2 separate regions of the Rattus norvegicus genome follow, and region 1 is linked to region 2. The links are chromatin contacts, called in public Hi-C maps. All regions are on one chromosome and are shown on one strand. The core of a region is the stretch at or near the end of the contact, and the rest is flanking DNA. Distances in the headings are between cores, read along the strand shown. Region 1 overlaps Sox5 (SRY-box transcription factor 5). Region 2 has its middle 450 kb from the start of Sox5.

Region 1 (5,647 bases), core at 2,914-5,413, 100 kb after region 2:
ACTCCTGTTGCCTTACAAGCCGTCAGCACAATTATTGCCCTCCGATGTGAATGACTGATCTGTAACCACAGCTAAACAGCTTGCTGCTCAGGGGCTTCAGGAACTTCATGAAGATGGATTTCCATACCATCAAAGTGCTTTTAATGGGCTCCCGGATCCAACCATGAGGCCTGTTTTGCAAGTATATAGAATTCGGGATGAAGGCTTCCTGTCCGAAAGGATTTGGTTGGTTGTCACTTGACAATTCCCAGCCAGCGCGAGGGAGGGGACTTGGGGGGAGATAGGTAGAGTTGTCTCTGCTTTGGAGGATTAGAAGCAAGGTGGCCGCCGGTGATGGGGAGGGAGGGGGGTTACAGATGTTCACAGAATGCAACCAACGCTGTGTCCACAGCTGAACCCAAAGCGCTTAACAAATAGTGACAATTTAGCTATGCTTGCGAGGAATAGCTCCCATCACTTTGCGTTAGCATCTGGCCGAGTGTTAAACTCAATTCTACACAGGGAGCAGAGGGACGGGTTTCTCGCCGTTCTTTCAAGAATGTTTAAATATTTGAATATAAATCCCTTTCTGCTTGCTATCATTCCTACTTAGGGCTGCCGCCGCTGTGTTTCTTTCTGCTGTCCCTTCCAGTCCCAGAGTCTCACTTAGGCTGGAAGAGTTGTGAGTGCTGCTGGCCCTGGGGGCTGCAACAGTTGGCAAGGGTCATGGCCCAAGTTCCCCTTGCACTGTCCTCAGGAGGCATTCCCACCTAGTTCCATTTAAAACATGGCAACCCAGAGAACTATCCTCAGGAGTAAGCTGCTCCTCCGGGGAAGTTTCTGTGGGACTTCTGTGTGCCTCAGGAGGACAGACATGTAAACCGTTGATAAATGTCTGACCGCAACCCCCACCCCTCACCTGCAGCAATCGGTAGGATGATGAGAATCCAGTCACCACTCAACATTTTCATCCTGATACTACTAAAGAAGCCCACCACTCCGAGGACGCTACAGCCACATATATTTTTTCTTTCCTAAGCAAAACAAAGCTCACATGCAAATCTAAAGGCAAGAAGCCATCGCGTCTCTGGCTAATCCAGAAGCTCTGTTGGCTTTGGGTAGAACACAGAAGGTCAAAGCCTATTTTGTGTCACGATGGAGTCAAACTTTCCGAGTTTGCAGCCCCTAACACTTGACAGTGGCAACATTATGACAGGCTTAGGAGCCCGGGTATCATCCAAGCTTAGGCCGACTAAAGAAGATTCCGTGTTTTTCAAATCCAGCTGATCCCCAAGTATGAGTTAAGCATCTCTGGAAGGCAAAACTTTCCCTCACAGGCAGCATTTCAAATGCCACTTCGCTTTGATACACCCTGGCAGGAAAAACGGCTATGTTCATCCGCGGTAAGGTTCGGGGACGCATGGTGTTCTAATGCTCGGATGGGCCCCCTGGGAGCTCCCTGTTGGTGGGGGAGGGGACGACGAGGGGCCCGCCATTCTGAGGACAGTAGGAGGAAAAGATGGGAGAAAGGAAGGCATCCTGGTGCCCACAGCCGCTCTGAGAGAGCAAGCCACTGTCCCCACTGACCTTTTCTGTCCGGCAGTTGCTGATACCTATGCTGTTCACTACGGCCACCTTCCCATCCAGCGCTTGCTGCTCCCGCCTCAGCTGTTCCTTCATCTGGCGGGCTTCTTGGATTGCCTTGGTGACAGCATCGTGGTCATTTAAATAACCTGGGAATGAGACACAGTACATGTACCAAGTGCTCGGGAGAGGGAGAAGTCCGCTTTCGGCAGGGCTGTTACTTGTGTGGGTGTGTGTCTCGGGGTGGGGTAGGGGGGCGATGGCCACGAGGACCTGAGGGTTCCTGATGTCTTCACGGAACTCATGTAGAATAAGTGAATGAGCAAGCATTCGATCGGCGATGACTGGTTCACCCGGTCGTATGTGAAGGCACAGCAAAGCACCCACAGGGAAAGGACACGCTCACACTGTGTCTGGTTGCTGCTAAATGCTCACAAACTTAAAATAAAATTTTATCTAGGATTTTAAGTCAATGCCTGAATATGTTTTGAAGATTGAATTTGATTTGAATTATGCGTGCATGCATAGTATGTGTATGTACATCTCTAACTGTATCTATCTATCAATCTATCTCTTCTATCTACCTATCTACCTATTATCTATCTATCTCTTCTACCTATCTATCAATCTATCTATCTATCTATCTACCTATCTATCAATCTATCTATCTACCTATCTACCTATTATCTATCTATCTACCTATCTACCTATTATCTATCTACCTATCTATCTATCTATCTATCTATCTATCTATCTATCTATCTATCTCTTCTATCTATCTATCTCTTCTATCTATCTATCTATCTATCTATCTATCTATATCATCTATATCCATATCCATATCCATATCCATATCCATATCCATATCTATATCTATATCTATATCTATATCTATATCTATATCTGAGTGCAGCATCCACATAGGCTGGGAGAGGTCCTTGGATTTCCTGCAACTGCAGTCGCAGGCAGCTGGGAACCATGTAACATGGCTGTTGGGAACCACACTTGGTTCCTCTGTAAGAATAGTCTGTGCTTTTAATCACTGAGCCATCTTCCCAGCCCCCAAGACTAGAGCATTCCAAAGTTTAAAAGTTAGAAATGCAGAGGTCCAGTCCATTGTCCTCTGAGACCTGCGTGCTGGCAGTAGCAACCGCGACTCCCAGGCCTCTCAGAGTATCAGAAAATTCAGGTCCGAGTGTGTGGCTGGTACAGTCAGGCCTGTTCAGATGGAATTAGCCACTATTAGCCGACTGGAAGAAGCCTACCTCTCCCGTAAATCCATGTGGACATGATCTACAGGTTGCATCCAAACTCCTGAGCACGAGGGGACTTCAGGCACAGAATATGACCAAGGAGCTGACCAAGGAGCTGCAATCCGTGAGACATCATGGGTAGTGTTAACTCAGTCTCGATGGCCAGCTTGGGTCCAAGGCTCCCTGGCCCGGGCGTCGTCAAGGTCTCTGCCATCACAGTCATGAGGACAGTGAGGGAGGAGGGAGCTGAGGTGATGTTGGGTGGATCTCCACAGAACTGCGGGTCACTCACGTATTTGCTCTGCATTACTGTGCAGAACATTATTTTAGGGAGGAAGAGAACTGAGGGGAGAAAAAGCCCAGTGCGTTTTGCAACTGTTTAAAGGGTGGCTAATACCCTCTTGCTCACTCCCTATTTTTTTAACTGGGGCATAAAATGGCCCAAGATGGATCTGTAATATGAAATTGCCCAGAAAAGGGACTTGTTTGTGACATGAGGCTAAATCTAACCAGATCCATTGGTGAGCTGTGACAGATGGAGGGACTGTGAGACAGAAGGCAGGCACTAATCACACATAAAATGACCGGCTTGCCTCAACATGTTCCACGAATTCCAGCAAACTTTACACCCTAATCCATTTTTAGAACAAAAAACATCTGGGCCATAAATCCTCTAATCTGCCAAAACACGCTATTAAATCCCACGATTTGTTGAAAAACACTAAGATTAAAGAAAGGAAATATAAAATGGCTAGCTGCCTTGCTATGAAAGTGTTATTAATACTCTTTCTTTGTGTCATTATGAATGTTCTGGTACTAAAGGGCCTTGTCTAATCATGTCAGATTACACACCCTCATTGCATAGCTCTTCTGTCTGACCTGCTGATTGCCAGAAACTCATCAGATATTTTCTTGCTGCTTAAAAATTCTACTGAGAGTACTGAAGGGAGACCCGCAGAGCAGTGTCCTGGTGAGGAACTGGCGAGTGTGGTCCCTCTGTGGTCCCAGCTTTCCTTGTCGCAGGCTAATCCTGGTCCCGCCATCTTCTTGGGTCCATAAGTGTGTTCCAGATGAGGTCGTACCAGGGGGAGGGACCTTGAGAGCGATTACTGTGCCTTTTAGAAATAGTCACTGGAATTGATCCAAAGAACAAACTGATGCTTCAAATGCACAGGACGTTCACACCGAGGACTGCCTGGGGTGCCTGTCTGTTGCCTAGGCTAGACCTGCTTTCAACAACACTCTCCTTAGCACCCAGAACAATCCCCTCGATGCTTTATACCCCAGGGCATCCTGACCTGCTGCCCTCTGGGTAGAAATCCGGCCCTGCTGTGATAAGCGTTTGCACTTGTTTACTCTGTCCTCAGAAGACCAGCCTGCTTGTCCTGACCCCTGACCCATCTCTACTCAACCTGGCGACTTGTGGTTTGTATTCTCTATTTAGTCTCACTAAGATCTGTTTGGCCTCCCCAGAACACAAATGTATGTGAAACGGTTTAGCACATGGTGTTGAATAAAAGTATGAATTCTTTTAAGCTTTTTTGCAGACTGCCAAGATAGCACTGTGTAGGAAAACAGTTAATATGGATAGACGGAGAATGTAAGTCGTGGCGGAGGTGGGGGACTGAACCTGAGTGTGGCAGGGGCCACTTGGGCTGTGGGGAGGGTCAGATCAGGTTCCAATAGGTGCTGGCTCAGAAATAAACATTGCTTTTAGAGACGCCCGTGTTTCAGTGGTAACACAGTGTTGGATTCTAAGATCGGTGTCTGTCTGCTGCCATATGTCACAGAGCTCCACCATGGCAAGGGTTGGTTCTCTGTGTCAATCCTATGTCATCTTTGCATGTTCAGCTAATGCCTCTCTTCCCCTGCTGGCTCCCCTTATCCACCCGTGTCCTTGCATTGCCTTGTCTCGTATTCTAGAAAGAATGGTTGGAAATTTCATGTGTGTGTGTGTGTGTGTGTGTGTGTGTGTGTGTGTGTGTGTGTGTGTAAGCTTAACTGTGAATTATACAACATACGACCTCCATACCTTACTCTTACTATTTCCTGACTTCATTTCTGTCTCCTGTTTCACTGATAACGATGGCCTTCTTTCCTTCCCGTTATCAAGAATGTCCTAGACCAAAGTCCTCGGTTTTTCTTGCTCCTCATTTATGCTTCCTAGATCTAAACCATCTCCACACTTAGCTCAGCCTTCAGTGTGAGGTTACCTCCTCCCCCCAAACAAACAAATCAAGTTTTTCCTCAAACTTTACTTTTAAAACTCCCTCTCCTCCCCTTTCTAAGTCAAGTTCCTCAAAGAGGCTCCAGGTATGGACTCTCTCCCATCCTCTTGTCTCTCTGGCTGGAGCTGACACTGCTCTGCTGCTTCCCAGGGCTGAGGCCCCTGACTTGCTGAATTTCAAAACATTTCTCTTTCCTGCAGAATGACCCCCCAGGGTATCCTGACAGTGTGATGCTCCCCCCCACCATCTATGTGTTGGGATATAAGGTCTTCATTTGTTCATGGTTTCCCCTCCCTTCTGTGTTTTTGTCCTGGGATCTTTCCTTACCTGCTCCTTACATTTTGGTTCAACTTCCTAATCAAAAGGGGAAAAATGTGATCTACACTAGACAAGCCCGAAGCAAAACTTCAGCCGGGTCAGTCCGCAGTCCACTGGGTTGTCTCACTTTTCTCTCAGTTGCTTCACTGCTTTAATGCGAGTGGCACAGCATTAGCAAACCTTGTCAAGAGCAACTGAGAGAATATGGTCTCCAGACATAATAAATGTCCCACGACAGCATTCCCTGTCACCTTGTTTACAAAATGGCCGGGAGAAGCAAGTGGG
Region 2 (5,793 bases), core at 3,276-5,775:
CTGTTGTTCTAGAGAGCAACACCCTTAAAGAGTCACAAAGGAGCACAGGCAGAGAGGGACATGTTCCTGATGTTTTTCATGTCTATGAGTCTCTTTGTCCTTCCTGTCGTCTCCTTAGAATTCATTCCAGAGATATGAAGAATGAATCCGTTTGGGGGTTAAGCACAAATTGGACTCCTAGGGTGTTTTGTGACCTATGAGCTCTGCCTTTTCATCCAACCTGTTAGTATTGAGTGCTTTCTTCTTGACAGCTACTTCTAAATACAGTCACCCTTGACTTCCTTATTCCATATGCCTACAACCTAACAGGTCAACAAGTCTTTGACCTCTATAGTAAGAACATTTCCTGAGTCTCAAGACTCTCCCTGTCACCTCTGACACCCAATTTTAAGCTACTTTAATTTCTCATTTTGAGGAATGAACAGAGAAGTCTTCGTTCCCAGGTTGCTTTTCCAGGTTTGCAAGGACTCCCGGTCTCCATTTTGAATTCTGTATTGGCTCAGTTCCAATGCCAGGTATAGTCTTCAGCCCTTGAACGTATAGTCTTCCCTCCCACATTCGTAAAGTCATTCTTAGAACTCACGTCATTTTTCTTTCATTGTGGCTTTGTTTACAGTTATTTAATGCCCCCCCAAGAGGTGATAATCGCACAGAGAGTGGTCTTTATTCACCCTGTTTCATCCACTGCACTTTGTGCACACTGTGTTGTTCAAGCCAAGGTATGATATCATGGACTTCCCAACATTGTTAGTCATACAAGAGCATCCGTCTTGGGAAAATATTTGGATAAACGTTACTAATCCTTACAAAGTGACTGAGTGAATTTGGGGATGAAAAATGGTGATTGGCGAAGACAACAAGAAAGTTTGCCCCTTTACCATGAATGTTAGAATGTGCAGCTCTCTACCATGACTGTTAGAACCTTTGCCTCTTTTACCAAGAATGTTTGCATCGTTTTTCAGTCTTCCCTCGACTTTAAACAATAAGACATGGGAACTTGAGCAACGATGAGGAGAAAGGCTTTGAAAATACCATCTTTCAAAAGGGAACCCAAAAGGAGTTACGACTTTTGTTATTGTTTCATAGAAAGACGCCACCACGAACCCAGTTGAACATAGACTGCATGGACAAAACCACAGCATCTGGGAAAATGTTTGCCATTCGATGAGTAGGCATCAGCTTAGAAACTGCTATCCGGGCTTTATTAATATTGTTATAAACTGTTTGAAACTCACCAGCACAAATTAAGGAGCTGTCGTCTGGAGGTGTGCGGGTTAATTACACTTATTCACACACACAGAAGAACTTACTTGTATTTGCTGCTGAAAGTTTCTGTGCAGTAGCAGCACTGTTTCAGCATAGGAATGGCCACGGCATTTGTAGCTGAGGAGTCAGTGGGTTCGTTTCCTCCTGAGCCTCTCATACACACAACCCAGGTTAAGACACCTTTGATCCTTCAGCCTTAATGGGAAACTTTAGAAGACCTTAACCAGCAAGGAACTTGGTCCAAGCCTCCCTTACCACAGCTTGTTTTCAAAGAGAGTGAACACAGGCAATGCTGTATGTTGCTCTACCAACGTGTATTAAGTAACACCTATTACATAATGATAGGATAGTAGGCTCAGCTACCAAAATGTGGCCTTTAGATGAGCAATATCATGTGGCCCACCATGTTATGTCTATATTAAGTGTATCCCTCAACAGAAGGAAGGTTTGGCTTTGGTTGGGGGGCTATGGAATGCCTCACTTCCTTTGTATTATCTTCTTTGGACCCATTTTTATTCCAGGATAATGAGAGCTTTGCGTGAGTAACCTAGGATAGACCATGGTCTTTTCAGACTAACTTTTTCTTATTGCCAAATGAAGCTCTTTTAAATATGTTCTCTGTGAAGCAATCATGACATCCATTGGCCAACTGGATCTGGGGTTATGCCTGGATACTTTCCACATCGCACGTGGCTGTCAATTTGAATTGTGTATCAACTACCCATCATATTTGGCACATCTGTATTTAACATTGGCATTAATTTTACCCCATTGTTCTAATTGCAGTACTTGGATGTAATGACACCATTCAATTCACAGATGGTACTGGTGGGGGGTTATCCCAAAAAAAATATAATGTAATTTTAATTTGGAATGTGAGAATGCCAAAAATAAGCGCTTCACTGATTAAGTTATCTGAGCCTGCTAAACAGTTGAACATTTGAACTGAATAGGAAGAACTGGGAAGGGGAACAGCAGGTTTCAGACCCAACCTACTGCAAGTGTTTTGTGTTTTGATTATAGTCCATGGGGATCCCGAGTCTTATCGGTTCCTAAACAAACTTTGACATACTTAAGGAAGACAAAAAAAAATGAGAGTTTCGAATAACATCAAGGCATTCTTTTGAAAACAGAGTCCTTGATGGTCAGGGTGGGGCTGTAATTTGAAAGGCAAATATTTAATTTACAAAAATTTATTTAAGGTATCATCTCAAACTTGGCATTCACACAGATATAAACCTTGCTTGGTGAATCACTGCCATAATTTCTATGAGATTATAAAGTAATTCCCTGCACAATTTGAACTTTATAGAATCAAATCAGGTGACAATTGAAAGATGTTTTTTCTCCCAAAGGGTACAGGACACTTCAACAACATAGAGATGACTAGAATACAAAGCTTTGTATCTCACGTGAACACTCCCATTGCTCTCAAGCTGTCTCCTCTCTGGTAGGAGGACGGGTGGCCACACCTTGAAGGCCCAACTATGTTGACCAGCTTGAGTCAGGGAGGAGGGGGTCTAGTCCATGAGAACATCTTTATGCTGTGCCTAGAACACTAACAGAAGCTGGAGGAGTTCATTGAGGTCACATAAGGCATCAGGGTATAAAGGCTTTGCTGGAGCAGAGCATTAATTTGCTTAAAATACGGAAATTCCAGAAACCAGGCGGCTAAGAGATTCTAATTCAGCTAGATGCATTTCATGAAGTAAGTGGGTGGTGGACACGCTGATTTTTTTTTAAACCTGGAAAAATGGTTTATAAAGAAAAGCATAGCAACACCTGGCTTGGAGATCACTACCAATCCGCATACAAATCCATGGTCCTCTGGAGGACAGTCAACCTGACATACTAAACGGTAATTTGAGACAAGAGTCCCAATAAGGCATTGCCTAGATAACATTGGCACCTGGGTGTGCCTGTGGAGGATTTTCTTCATTATTTTAATTGCTTTGGAAGACTCAGTATACTAAGGGAGGCCTCATTCCTTATGCTTGGTTCCCGAAATGTGCTAGAGTGGACAAAGTGAGCTGAGCAGTTGGCATGAGTGCATCCACTCTCTCTCTGTTCTTCACTATAGACATGACTAGTTTATAAAGTTCCTGCCTTAACTTTCCTTTGATGCTGGATTGCTAACATGGAGATTCAGGCCAAAATAAATACCTCTATAAGTTGACTTTTGTCGGGGCAAGGATGACAGCTGGGTCTATGACAAAAAGGCTGATGACTAAAGCAGAAAAGAGTTGAGGTTTCTATTGCCACGACCAACAGCAGATTGTGGAGGAAGGGGTTTATTTGATTTACATATCCTGGTCACAGTCCATTGAGGGAAGCTAAGAGTTCAAAACACAACTGGGAGGCAGAAACTGAATCAGAAGCCATGAGTAAACATTGGTTAATGGCTTGATACTTTCAGCTTGCTTTCTTAGAAACCCAGAACCACCTTCTCAGGAGGGGCATTACCCATAGTGCCCTGCATCCTTCCATATCAATCATTATTCTGAAAAATGCCCCAATACTTACTTGCCTATGTGCCAATCTATGAAGGCGTTTTCTCGACTTAGTTTCCTCTTCACAGACAACTAAACCAAACCAGCACAAAGGATATCGTTTAAGGCTTGGGTTGTACTTCTTCAATGAGGAGGGTCTCCCAAATCTGACTAAAAGACAGACAGCATGGCTTCAGTTGAGTAACAACACAGGAAATATTGGGTAATTTGTTGCTATAAGGTCTGACTGTATGGAAACATCTTTCCAATGCTGTAGGAGAAAGTAGAATTTGACTGGCTATCAGTTAAAGTAACAGATCTCAGGAGGGAGTGAATGCTGCAGAGACATACCTGGGTATGTCTAAGGCAGCATGGTACTGTGAGGATATTTTACTGTGAAACTCATAGTCCTTAGATGCCTGTTTGTAAATAAATACACAGCACATTCTTAGAGCAGCGATCTTCCTAAGACCAACACCTGCTGAAGGGAACAGAAAACCTAGACCATTAAAATTTCTAGGGCTTGTGCCTAATCATGAAAGACAGACAAAACTTGCTCAACTGTTTTGGAAGCTGGGGGCTCAGTGCTAAGTGCTGTCTACACTGGGCACGCTCGCAGAATGACTGTGTTCTTTCTGTTTCTCTACTGGGATCCTCGGAGCGTTTGTATAAGTGGTAGCCGTTCCTGCAAGAGGCATGTAGGCACAAAATGTTGTTTGTGTTTCTGCTGTAACCTCTCAGTATTTTCTGGAGAATTTCAAAACCATGCTCGAGTTTACATTTCGCCTTTATCTGCAGTGGTTAGCGTTAAATATTAACCTACCCTGGACTTTCCTAGAGCATAGCTTTTAAAACTATAGGCCACAGGGGCCATAGGGAGTCATGTAATAAATGTGGATGTCCTGAAGAAGTTGCCAACTATTCAAATTTTCTGAATGTGTGACAGCCAGAATTTAGTTCAGAATTCTGATGCATTGTGATTCTGAGTGTTTCTGGTAGGGGTCACCTGTGGCATCAATGACCTCACTGAAGCCCGGATTCTGAGTACACAATCGTGAACTTTGCACTGTGCATGCTCCCCTGCTGGGCAGCACTGATGAACTCTTCTGAGACACCTTGGCTCAGAGGCAAGTCTCTAGTGTGCTGTGAATTGCAGAACATATGAAGTTTTAGGCTCCGATACAAGTGTAACGGTCTGATTATGAAAAGCAAAAGCTCTCAGCATCTCCACCTTTCCTCGGCTCCTGTGAAGTTACTGTATCTCTGGATCGTGTCACATTTTTTGAAATCATGGTCCGATTTGCTGGCTTAAGTTATTTCACAATGCATCACAAAATAAATTTTGTCTTGGAGTCCTGATAGGATTTCCAACAACTTCCGAAATGCACTTGAGCACATTGCTGCCATCTTTGTGGTAAGTGTTTAATACAGAGCGATAGCCTCACCCCTGATGACTGTGAAAATCCAACTGCCAAGCAGCCCTTACAAAGGCTGAGGATGTCACGCATCCTGAAGAGTCTTTCAGCCAAGACCTAATACTTATGTATAAATGATACAAACAGCTCATTAATTTGCAGTCGTGTTTTCTGGACGATTATATGTATATGAAAGAACTGTTCTTAAATAGAGTTTTTATTACGGTATTATCAGAAAATATTTTGTATGTATGCCTATTTACACACACACACACACTCATGCAGACACACTCACACATACTTGCACACTCACACTCACACACTCCCACACTCACACAAACTCGCACATTCACACACACACTCGCATACTCACACACACACTCACATACACATGCACACACAGTCTCACACTCACACAAACACACACACTCATGCACACACACTCACACACTCACACACTTTTACACTCACATACACATGCACACATTCTCACACTCACACTCACACATTCATTCACACATGCACACATTTTCACACTCACATACACACACAAACACTCACACAAACACACACACTCATGCACACATACACACTCACACACTTGTACACTCACATACACATGC

Evidence for each region. A called contact is a pair of places that touch in the nucleus more often than the background predicts.
Region 1: a Hi-C map of liver shows a contact between it and region 2, with 2.7 times the contacts expected there. The contact joins two enhancer-like sites. A contact is called at or near these places in 2 of 12 Hi-C or Micro-C datasets (kidney and liver).

Annotation. Positions count from the first base shown.
Region 1 is chr4:178,541,923-178,547,569 of GRCr8, forward strand. Sox5 (SRY-box transcription factor 5) reads right to left here. Exons shown (of 15, transcript NM_001271267.2): 11 at 1,567-1,712. Among named protein-coding and RNA genes, the nearest start is that of Sox5, 350 kb to the right of the region's middle. Within about 2 kb of position 4,164, at least 3 of the 93 cell types and tissues checked have an H3K27ac peak or open chromatin away from gene starts, as enhancers often do. A contact at or near this core is called in liver, where this site is marked.
Region 2 is chr4:178,440,041-178,445,833 of GRCr8, forward strand. No RefSeq gene overlaps it. Among named protein-coding and RNA genes, the nearest start is that of Sox5, 450 kb to the right of the region's middle. Within about 2 kb of position 4,526, at least 3 of the 93 cell types and tissues checked have an H3K27ac peak or open chromatin away from gene starts, as enhancers often do. A contact at or near this core is called in liver, where this site is marked.